Linked DNA regions of Mus musculus: region 1 is linked to region 2. The links are chromatin contacts, called in public promoter capture Hi-C maps. All regions are on one chromosome and are shown on one strand. The core of a region is the stretch at or near the end of the contact, and the rest is flanking DNA. Distances in the headings are between cores, read along the strand shown.

Region 1 (6,017 bases), core at 2,633-5,132, 300 kb before region 2:
TCGAGGGAAACCAAGGGAATAGGCAAGGTAGTTTTTCCCTCCAAAAACCACGATGGGCCATTAGTTGGCAAAGAGCAGCATGCTTCAAAATGAATTCAGAAGGGAGCTCTGAGGCCCTGCAGCACAGCTGGAGTCAGCCTCCAGCAGAAAGCCATGAAACTGACCCAACCCAGAAAGAACACATAAGGAGCTCTGGTTTCTTTGTGAAGGGCTATATAATATACCTCTTAGACCCCCACCCCTCCTGAGCTCCACTACCAGATTAAGCCTCTTTCTGCTATTTGTCTCAGTCTGCTTAACTTCAAAACATGATTTCTTCCCTAAATATGTAATTACACGTATTTACTTTGGGGGGGAGGGGGGAGGGAGCCAGAGGCCAGCATAAGACTTCTTTCCTCTGTCACTCTTCACTTTAATTTTTGAGACGGATTGCTCACTGAATTTGGAGCTGGCCACTTGGACTAGACTGGCCAGCCTGGGAGCCCCGGGGATCCACATGTCTCTGCCTCCCCAGCACTGTGGTTACAGATGCGATCGCATACCTTTTACACAGGTCCACATGCTGGTACAGCAAGCAAGCACTTATTCACTGAACTACCTCCCCCACCCCAGCCCGGTGCTGATTGCTTTTCTGCTATCATGACCATGGATGGATGTGTGCCCATGGGAGTTCTAGCACCATCACTTTAAGACTCATGAAAATCAACAAATATCAAGCTATCTAGAATTGGTTAACTGTGTGTGTTCCACATTTGAGCAAATGAACAGAACAACAGAACAGACCCCCAGAGAGGCTCCTTGGAGACTATTTTGATAGGGCTGAAGAAACAGAGAGGAAGGAACTAAATCAAAAATCACCGAGCCAGTGGGTCAGGAAAAAAGAAAACAAAAAAAAAAAAAACAAAAAGAAAAGAAAAATCACGAGCCTTTAATCAGGGCTCCACTACCTTGAACAGCTTTTAAACCCCAAACCACTTCCCCAACTTTAAAGTGATAGCCAAATTAATACTTCTCAGCTAAAAGGAGCGAACGAGCCAATCATTTCTCCAGCTTCAATTAAGCAGTGGACACAATAAGGACTTGGGACTATGACACGGTAACTGGTTAGAATTAACAAATAATTTAAACTCCACTAACTGGACAGAAAGTGACAACCCCACTACAATCCCACATGGCATTCTCTCCTACTATGCAACCTATGACAAGAATCACCCGTACTTAGATCATCGAGGCCTGAATCAACTTTACAGTTTGCTATCCAAACTTCCTATGTGACATTTTACCATGTGATTCAGAACACAGAAGAAAGGACAATCACCCAGCAGTTAAAATAAAGTCACTGTACTTTCCAATGAAACAAAATAAATATTTTAACAATATCAGAGGCAGTGAGCAGCTTTAGCCTCAAGAATAATTTCATCAAGAAAATTTCCTAGACAGTCTATGCTCACCAATATTGATGTCCCAAAGGACCAGGCATGCACAGTAATGGCACTTTTTTTTTTTTCATTGAAATGCACTTGCTATTTTAAAGGGGACAACATGCTCTCAAGTCCAGTGGGCAGAACTGTGTAAGACTTAGTGAAAATCTAACTAGTTCACTACTTTCCAGGTACTCTTTAGTGTGCTCAATGTTGCAAGAGTCAGAAATCTGAAAGAAAGAAGGGGAGGGGGCAGCAGCCACAATTCAGGCGTACACAAAACCATCTGCTACTCCCATTTTTCTTCCTTAAAGGTCTTCCTTAAGCTGGCAAGAAGCAACATCTCCCCCCCAGCCCCCCACCACGGCAGGGCTCCACTGTTAACCAACTTCAGTTGAAGAAGTGACAACACCAAACATCATTTGCTACTTACTTACTCGGGTTTCTACTTATGTCTTGTTCTACATTAAAATGGAAGTGTTCTGTGGCTACTGGATGATACCCAATGTCCAAACAGTGTTGCCATGTGGTAGCACAGGTAACTGCCCTGCCTGCCTCCAGCTACTAGGTTAGAAACACTAAGCCATCATGGATCCAGGAAAAGCTTTAGTGAAGGATGAAGCAGGTGCTACAGGCAACGGTGTTTACAGAGACACTAAATTACAACTGTCCAGGGTGTAAATTCTTTTCCTGGCTTTGGAGTGTCCTAAACTTTTAGCTATGAACACAAACCTCTCCGGGTTTATTCCACACTGCTCCGAAACGTCTCAACAGATTGCCTCAAAAGGAAATAATGAAATGGCTCTGGCGTAAGTTAATCTTCTTTGTCAAATTCACAGTGTTAAGCATACTCTGAAGCCAGCCACATAAACAAAACCAAACTCCACAAAATTAGGCTGAGCTGAAGTTACATAAGACAGACTAAACTGTGGCTTCCCCCCACCCACCTCCCCACCCCTCCTCTTCCCAGCGAACTCTGACATCTGTCTCTTAAGTGCATGCAATTCCCATGCAGGTGCGGAAGGCGCTCATCTGCTGAGCTTCCAAATAAGCAGTGATCTTTCCAGTACTACCTTCCCCCCCCCACACACACACACAGAAAGGCTTGCAACAAACTGAAGGCTAGGAAACTTTAGATGAGTCTTTAAAAAAAAATTAAGTCGGCACTTACTTCAAGGTAGTAATCAAAACACGTTTCTCAAAGTTCCCAGAGCCTCTGCTTAGGGGTGAGGAGGGGGGCTTCCTCGCGTGCCTCTAAGCCCACCCATCAACACCCGCGTGGGTCTGAATACAGATCTTTCAACAGAGGACAAAAGCGCGGGTTCCCTGGAGCGGCACATCCAAAGGGAAACCAATCCTTTCCCTGCAGCACTACCCAAGTTGCTCCAGCTCCAAGAGTTTCCTGCACTTTCCACCTCCCCCCACCCACACCCTTTTCATTGCCCACTTTACCCTGCTTTAATCCTGCGAAGCCTCCCTCCTGGTTTATTAAGGGTAAACAATAGAAAATGTCACACGGAAACTCAGGAAGTAGATGAAGTCTCTAATTGCTGCCGTTTTAACGATTGTAGATAATTACTATCTTCAAAATGTGATTTTCACCAGCGGAGTGGGAGCCGAGGAGGGCAGGGTGGCGAGCTCCCCGCCGCTGGCAGGGCATCGGCAAGGCCGGGGCCCGAGGGGTGCAGGAGCCCGAGGGGTAAGGAGATCAAGGGGTGCGGAGACTCGAGAATGGAAACCCGGGAGATCCGGGAACCGTTGTTGAGAGGACCCGGGAAAACCAGGACCCGGTCCAGGCCCTCGGCCGAGCTCACTCCCGGCGCAAAAAGCGGAGGCCAACCAGCGGCCCGGGTCACAGACTGGAACAATGCGTAACCCCCGCGGACTGGGCTCTGGGCTCGGAGACAGGGCTCCGCGTTCGCGGTCGTCGGGAAAGAGAAGTCCCCAGTAGCCACTGGCTCCGGGCTTCACCGAGCGACCCCGCGTGGTGCAGGAGCGCCCTCCGGGCCGCGGCAACGAGCACCCCGGGGACCCGGGCCCTCAGGAGCGCATCCCTCTCCCTCCGCGACGCCCCGCCGCCCGCGTCCCCAACTCACCCCAGGACCACCAGCTCCCCGTATTTCACCGGCTCCTTGTTGGGGGCGCTGGGTTCCTCCTGGCCCGGGGAAAACATGGAGCCGCGCTCGGCCGCCGCCGCTGCCGCCTCCGCCGCGATCCCCGCCGAGTCCGCGCCGCCACTACACTCCCATCCCGAAAACGGGGTGAGCGCGCCGGGGAACGGCACGGCGGCGAACGGGGCGCTGGGCGGCCAGTCCCGCGGCTGCTCCGTCGTGGCTGTGCGCGTCGCCCGCCGGCTTCCCCGGAGCTATCCGTACGTTGGCCGCTACGAGCGGGACCCGGCACGGAAAGCGAGCGGCGACCAGAGCCCCGCGGGAGGAGGAGCGCGCGCCGCCGGGGGGCTGAGCGGGCTGGGCAGGTGGGACGGCCGCGCCGCCGCCCGCGTCTCCGCGCTCCCGCGGCCCCCGCCCGCCCGCCCGCCAGCCCCCGCGGCCCGCGAGCGCCCCGTGTTATGTAAACATAGAGTAAAGGGGAAGGCAAGCCCTTAAAGGGGCAGCTCTGTTTTTCTCCTCTCTTCCTCCGAAAAGTTGGAGCGTGGGGGTCTTCGTCCTCAGCCCGGGGATCCGGACCCCGCTTGCGTGAAAGCCAAGCATACTGCCCACCCCCCACCTCCGAGCTCACCATGCTGAGCGCACTGATCTGGGGGTGTCTGCTTTCAAAGCCAAGCCCTTGAGAGGGGGGCTTAAAAAGAGAAAGAATCTGCCCATGGGGGGGGCGCTAATTGAAGGGCTCCCCACCATTTCATGTATCAAGAGAAAGGAGAAAGAACGTGGGGGGGGGGTGAGAAAAGAGAGAGAGAGATGGAGGGAGGAGAGGGAAAGGGGAAAAAGAAAAGTTAAAAGTTACTTTTAATCCCTTATTCACATCTCTGTCCCTTCTTTCAACCCCCTGGGGAATTTAAAAGGAAATTACCTAGGTGGATTTTTTTTTTTTAAATGAAGACAAATGTTCCTTTATTTCCATGGATTAATCAAGGCACTGTTTGTATTTTATGCTTTCTTATGGTGCTGTGTCTTTAAAATATTGTAGGCTGTGATAGTTTTACTGACTGCTGTTTTTCATCATAGAGGAATTTATTATTCTAGCATTTATTAAGCCCTTGCAACATGCTAGAGACGCTACATATTATTGCCTGTCACTGCCTTTCCAGACTGTTAAATATTTAAAGAAATAAATACTGCAAAAGCTACCCAATGTATAAACATCGAGAGTGTGTGTGTGTGTGTGCCCGCGCGCGCGCGCGCGCGCACACACACACACACACACACACACACACACACACACATACACACACGTTTAGGCTATGACTCTAAGTAAGGAGTTAAAAAAGAAATAATTGCATGAGTAACCTTCCATTCTACTGCTCAGCGCCGTGCATGTATCGCTCTCTGACAGGCTATTACTGTAGTGACATGATGCTTTCTGTAATTTTACTTCAGTTAGTAACTGGCTTTTCTTCTTTTAATTGAGGCTTTGGAGATAAATTACTCCAGAATAACAAAAGCCACACTATTGATGAGCCAAAAATAAACTTTATTAGACGATTACCTTATTTCCGCTAATTACAGAAAGTCTATTCTTAGACTAAAGACAACTAGCTATCCGGCTTATTGTACAAATCCTCTGTACTTTTCTCTGTTATGAAAATGTAAAGGTTTAACCAGCAGCCCTTTTTTAGAGAGTTGAGCTCTTTCTCTTCATATGGTGTTGGTAGATTTCTGTATGACGGAGTGTAGTTTTCCTTACTCCCTAGTCCCACTTACTATATCCACTATGCGACTGTCAACAACCCTTTGAATCCCGTCACAGTTACCCATCTCCCTTAATTATAGTACCTCGCTCTGGCATGCGAACTTCCCCCAGTCTGCTCTATTGCTGCTACTGATCTCTAGGCTACAATTACCCCCTTCTCTCCTGGCATGCTGTGCTTTTGTGCTTGCATTACACTGTTCTGGCTCCATTTCTTCCTTGCTGCGCTCTGCATCTGCTGTTAGGGGGATGGAAACAAATATTTATTAACCTCCTTCTAAGTTCCAAACACTAGACTGGGTGCTTCCCATAAGCTGTCCCAGGCTTTGGCAGAGACACTCCATTGCTGGTCAGCTGGTCCAGACACCTCTGCCCTCCACCTGCGAGGGGGGTGGGGGCGCTTCTTTCTCTTCTCTCCCAGCATGCCTTGGGCATGTTGATGGTGTTTAATCGAGTTTGTCTTTATGAAAGTTACTTACAGGTAGTTCTGCTTTCTCTGAGTTTTTATATCTGTGGAGGCTTTGATCTTAGGCAGCTCAGGACTTGTAAGTGTATCGTTTCTGTCAATCACTGTTAGCCTTGCAACCCGGCAGACTGGGAAATCAGTCTGTTGAGGGCCTACAGGAATGCATGCATAGGACCACAGTCGAGGGAATCTGAATGAACAAATGGACCAAATAGGGACTGGTGGCACATCGGTGGTCCTGTGGGCTCTAAAGAGACACTCAT
Region 2 (5,685 bases), core at 1,550-4,049:
GTGTAGCGCATGCTACAGCATCAAAGGCTATCACCTTGACGACTTTTACATAGTAAACCAATTATGGAAATCATTAGCAATGAAGCTGGGCACGGTGGGCCATGCCTGCAACGTTAGCACTTGGGAAACTGAGGCAGGACCCAGGTATCTTCTTAGTAGAGATTTGTGACTTCTTACTCTTCCTCCTTCAGTCTTTCCAACAGTTTTAAGCCAGTCACTCAAATGTCAAGTTTCAACTAAATACAGAAGCTTTGCCCTGGACTGAGGCAACCGGTGACACAGAACGAATCCCACTGCCTCCCTCCATGCATGGTGGGGCTTTGGCTTCTCCCCAGCCTCTCTGGAAGCACAGGGACATAGTGACTGCTTCATAGACACTGCTGGGATATCTATCCATATAATAAATGTGTGGAACTGAAGACACAGCTTGGTAGGTAATATACTTGCTGTGCAAGCGTGAGGACCTACCATCTCTGTACACACTGAATCACATATGTAACCAGAGCAGTTGCTGCTGAGGAGGGTAGACAGCCAGTATCACTCAAGTGTCAAACTCCAGGTTCAAGAGAGACCCTGCCTCAATTAAATAAGGTGGAGAGCAATGAAGAAAGATACAGAATATTAACCCCTGGGCTTCATACATTCATGCACACATATGTGTGTACACACATACACATGATAGATAAATAAATAAGTAAATGCAAATAAATGCTAATATGACTTAGGTTCTTCCCGTTTAATATGCAAATATACATAGTTCTAGAATTTTCCTCCTAATCGCTCTTATTGGGAAACCCTGCTATTTGAGGTGGAAGTTTACCACATCCAGACAGTTCCTCTGAGCTTGGTGCAAAATTGAGGCCTCCCTTTTCCAGCAGGGCTTCCTCTTCTCTGACTGACTTTGTCTGGGGAGTTCAAACCCCACACTCTCTACCTGAGGAAGGTCACACAGGCCATGGCAAACCCACAAGTTCAACTTCCTCTTTCCCAATAAGAGGCTGCCCAGCAAATACCTGAGATTCCTGGAGTGCCTCTCCATGCAAATGAGGTGATCCCAGTATGTTAAGCTCCAGCCAATGATTTACATTCACCCTGAAAACTCCTTCTCACTCTCCAAGGTTCATATACAGCCCTTGTCCACCCCAGATAAAGTGTATGCACACGAGCTGTTTCACTAAAGAGAGTCTAGGAGAGCTGTTTCAGGGACTATCATCTAAGAGAGTTGTAACTCTAAGGTCTGAGAAGAAGGCCTCCTCCCCACCCCCACCCCCAGGTGCTCCCAGTCAGACCAGGATCCTGCAGACCCCTCCTGTTCCCAATCCCACTTCATCCTTTTAGCCTGGTATGTAGAAGTACCTGGATATTCTAAGGGAGAAAGCAGAACTCGGTACCACAGCTCTTACACATGGCCTAGTGTCTGTGTGGGGGGAGGGGGGCGGGGGGGGGGAGAGCAGGGACCACTACCTTGGAGACCAGCTGCTACTTCGGATAATGGAAAGTCCTTTGAGAGAATGCCAAGTTCCACTGACAGCGATGTTCTCGCTGTCACAGATGCGAAACAGATATCAGACAATATCTCAATTATTGATTTAGTGCAGGCCAGAGGCAAAGAGAGTTTGAATCCTGGCTGCGGGAAGACTGTGAGTCCCTACAGAGTGTCAGGAGAAATGATAAGAGAGAATGTCAGTATTAGAGATGAGAGCAGCTCCCCACGCCTCCAGCGTCCGTGCCCACTCTCCTGCTGGACCACAGCTTCCACTTGAACTATTGGCATTATCTTCCTGACCCTCAGGCCTCCAAGTCAAAGAGGTCCATTTAGACAATGAACTAGGCCTCATATACAGAGAGGCTAGATGTGGTCATGATGCAGGAGTTAAAGGGCCTGAAGACTGGTTGTTGGTAGGAAACAAAAGATGATTCCAAGATTTCCAACCTGAGCAGCTGGAAGGAGGGTTCTCACAGGAATCTCCTCAGAGAGAGCAGCTCCACGCATGAAGGTAAAGGCGGCTGTGGCCCACCCACAAAACAAGCGCCTAAAAGGAAAGTGACGGGATAAATTTGAAATAATGTTCTGAGTTGAAATGTATCCCTTTTCCCAAATTCTTGTAGTCTCAAATCCTCGCTCAGAATGTCTCCTTAGTTAGAAGTTGGTGTCTGAGCATTGGTGGCACACACCTTTAATCATTAACACATTCAGGAGGCAGACAGGTGGATCTCTGAGTTCAAAGCCAGCCAGGTAAACAGAGTGAGTTAGTTCTAGGGCAACCAGGCTAAACAGAGAAATCCTGTCTCAAAAGAAAAAAAAAAATTTTAGATGTTTTTTACAAATGTGATTAGTCAGATGAAAGAAGGTCCTACAGTCCTAATGTAACATCTGGTATCACATAAGAGGGAATTTGAGCACAGAAAGAATAGAAAAAAAAATGATAATGAAGATAGCCAAGGGTGACGGACATGTGAAATTGAGGTAGAGTGGACTGCTATGCCTACAACCCAGGACGCCTGGGAGAGAGACGAGCCTGCCAGGACCTTGATGTCGCATGTCTAACCTCCAGAACTATATGCATTTCTATTTTAACTGACCCAGTTAGTGGCACTTTGCTGTGGCTGCCCTAGGAGAACCAGCTGGGGATCAGTGTGAAAGACGGTGTTGTAAAAAGTACATAGTGAGCCTGAGAGAAAACCCACAGAAGAAAGGAAACAACAGCCAGGCTGAGGCGGGGGAAGGAGTCACATGTGAGGAACGAGCTGTGTGTCCCGCATGCGTGTGCCTACTGCCTGAAGAGGCCAGAACACAGCACTGATCCACGGGAGTTACAGTTTAACCTGCTATGAAAGTACCGGAAACTGAAACTCGGTCCACTGAGAGAGTAGCAACTGCTCTTAACCTTTGGGCCATCTCTCCAGCTCCCCCTGCCCCACCTTTCTCTTTTATTTTTCTCATATGAGTTGAATAAACATGGTTTTGCTCAAGAACAAGATAGCTGGCATTGAGATCTTAGATCAAAGGCCTCCTTTTCTCTGACTTTCTTTTTCCCTCTACCTCAGTGGTCGGCACCAAATGGACCGGTGAGTTTATCTTGGATGCTCTGAGTACTGTTCTATGCTAACAGTCCCGGTTTATTATTCCACAATGACCCTAGCAAGGCAGATGGGCTCCCCGTGTAGGACAAACACCCCCTGGACTCTGTCACTTGGCACAGCTGAATCCACCCCTCACAGTTGAGGCCAAGGCATCTGGGTCGTTTCTCTCCCCCACAGCCACATCAGCCTCCTCTCTCCATCTCCCTTGTTGAAGTATTTCTCTCGCGTCCCCTGGAACCGAGAGCTAGTTCTGTTCCAGCAGCTGTGTTTCTGCAGTTTGTTTAATGTTTTTCTTGCTGGCAAATCTCACACGTGACAAAGCATGCGAGTCTTTGTCTCCTCCAGCACATTTAGTTCTTTTTGTTACGTCCAACTTTCTGCCCAGAAACAAACAAACAAAAAAACCTAACGTGCTAGACGTTGGTAGCAGTGGTAAAGGTAATTTTTATTAATTTTTAATACCTATTTTCATGAGCAGTTTATCCAAGTCTTTCCCAAAAGATTGAGCCATCCTAGAAGTCCAGAAGTTGCCCCTACCCATGATGGGTGGACAAGATCACTTCAGGTGAAGGGAAAATTTGAAGACACACCTCTGAGAGCCCGTGCAGGAAAACACAGCAGACCACAGAGTACAGGATGGGGAGGTAGCTTCACCCTTCCAATTCCTTAAAAAAAAAAAAAAAAAAAAGGCTTTGTAATTTTTCCAAAAGGGTATATGTTTTTCTAAAGTGACTTTCTTAAACATGCAACTCTCCAGTCATAAACCTCCACCTGTGGTGTCCTGAGCTGTGGTGTCCTGAGAAGGTGCTACGGGTGAGATATGGTTTGCCCCTCGTGGCTTTGTGTGATGGTCATATGGTTTCCTTGTAGCATGTTCCTGAAAGGCAGAGAACACCAAGAAGAAGGCTGGTCTGGAACGCTGTTAGATCACAAGGGTATTCCTCCCTGAAGGAACTGATAGCACACTCGTGAAGCCCGGCTTAGCTGACCAAAGAGGTTACTATAAAAGACTAAACCTGGCTTCATTCACTCCTGGCCTCGCCAGCTTCCTGCATCTCCGTGTGCTTATTCCCTCCAGTCACGCTGCCACGGTTTTATCAGCTACTATGATTTGATGGGGGAAGGGGTGGTGTGGGAGGGTTCGGGACGGATGGCACTCTCACCAGAGTCCAGATGGATGAGGCAATCCAATCTTAGACTTTCAGTCCCTCAAAATGTAAATTAAGCCTCTCTCATATAAAGAGCATTTGCCCTTAAATATTTTGCTACATCAGAAAATGGAGTAATGGGAAAGGACTCGTATTTCTTATGATTTTTCTCACTTAGAATAAATACCTTGAACTTAATCTAAAGAGACGCAAGACAAGCCTGGAATTGTAGACAATGAAACAGCTATCAAAGATATCCCTCAGGATGGAGGGAGGGCTCAGCAGTTAAGAGCACTGGCTGCTCTTCCAGAGGAAGAGTTCTGTGTCCTGCCTTTCTAAGGCTGTCTCCCAGACTCCCAAGGAAGATTTAATCCCTAGCACCCACAAGCCCATAACTGTCTATAACTCTGGCCTCAGGGGACCCAAGGCCCTCTTATAGCACCTAAGGGCACCAAGTACAAAGGTAGCACAGATAAATATAAGTAAATAAAGATTTAAAAGCATCCCTCGTCAATTACAGGGCAGAAAAACTAACTCTGGTCAAAAGAGAAGAAAATGTGGCAGCTGACTATATTGTCGGATCCTGGACATACCCTGGCACTGGAAAGGGCCATTCATGGGATAATTGGAGAGATTTGAATTATTTAATTTGAAATTAAATCTGAATTTAATTCTACAAAATTAATCTGTAGAGTAACTAATAGATTCATAACAATACCCATTTCCTGATCATGGTCCCTTGTACTCATTTCTGAAGAGTTAGCATTTGAAGAGGCAGAGCAGAGTGTATACCTTTTTTTTTTTGTAATGTTTTGTAAACCTAAAGTTATTTTAAAATTTTAATAGGAAAGGGTGGGGGAGTAGGTCATACTTGTAACCCCTTGGGAGGCAGAAGCAGTCAGATCTCTGAGTTCAAGGCCAGCCTGGTCTGCAGCTTGAGAGCAGCCAGGGCTGCACAGAGAAACCCAGTCTCAAAATAAAATAATATAAAATAAAATAAAATAAAATAAAATAAAATAAAATAAAATAAACAGCTGTTGATGATATATATATATGCCTATTAAATGAGGGACAGCTAGTTCCCTTTCTGTCCTTGCTTCCTTCATCTAAGTTCTTCTATGCCCTCCTTTCCAAGGCTGTCCCCTATAGACTCTGGGGCCTGAAGTCACCTTTGCTCTCTTGCCTATCCATCAAGGGGCATCTCTCCTGAGCCTGACCCACTGGGACCTGTGAGCCTGACTCTGAATGAAGCCCCTGGAATAAAGTGTTGGCTGTAAATGATGGCTCTCTGTAGCTGCCTTTTCAAATACCAAAGGTTCTAAGAGCCTGCGGGCATGGCTCCTATTTGACAGAACCAAAAAGAGTTGAAAGGGGATAGATTAAAACCTGACAAAACGCTGAAAGTCGAGGTTTCCTACTACAGCCTGAGGCAGCAGTGTTCTCACAGGCTATA

Evidence for each region. Promoter capture Hi-C pulls out the DNA fragments that hold promoters and counts their contacts.
Region 1: a contact with region 2 is called in a promoter capture Hi-C map of liver, with 4 times the contacts expected there. The contact joins the promoter of Peli2 here to the enhancer-like site in region 2. A contact is called at or near these places in 8 of 39 promoter capture datasets (the 3T3-L1 cell line, cranial neural crest, embryonic stem cells and 3 more), 3 of 484 Hi-C or Micro-C datasets (nephron progenitors and uterus), 16 of 115 datasets of contacts at active chromatin or transcription factors (acute myeloid leukemia, craniofacial prominence, embryonic basal ganglia and 9 more) and 2 of 9 other capture datasets (embryonic stem cells and pancreatic islet).

What each region holds. Positions count from the first base shown.
Region 1 is chr14:48,118,734-48,124,750 of GRCm38.p6, reverse strand. Peli2 (pellino 2) reads right to left here and starts at 3,882. Exons shown (of 6, transcript NM_033602.2): 1 at 3,518-3,882. The coding sequence starts at 3,594.
Region 2 is chr14:47,820,970-47,826,654 of GRCm38.p6, reverse strand. It overlaps Gm35360 (a long non-coding RNA gene), which reads right to left. Exons shown (of 3, transcript XR_383412.2): 2 at 3,856-3,961; 3 at 3,565-3,749. Among named protein-coding and RNA genes, the nearest start is that of Gm35360, 9.6 kb to the right of the region's middle. Within about 2 kb of position 2,799, at least 22 of the 459 cell types and tissues checked have an H3K27ac peak or open chromatin away from gene starts, as enhancers often do. A contact at or near this core is called in liver and uterus, where this site is marked.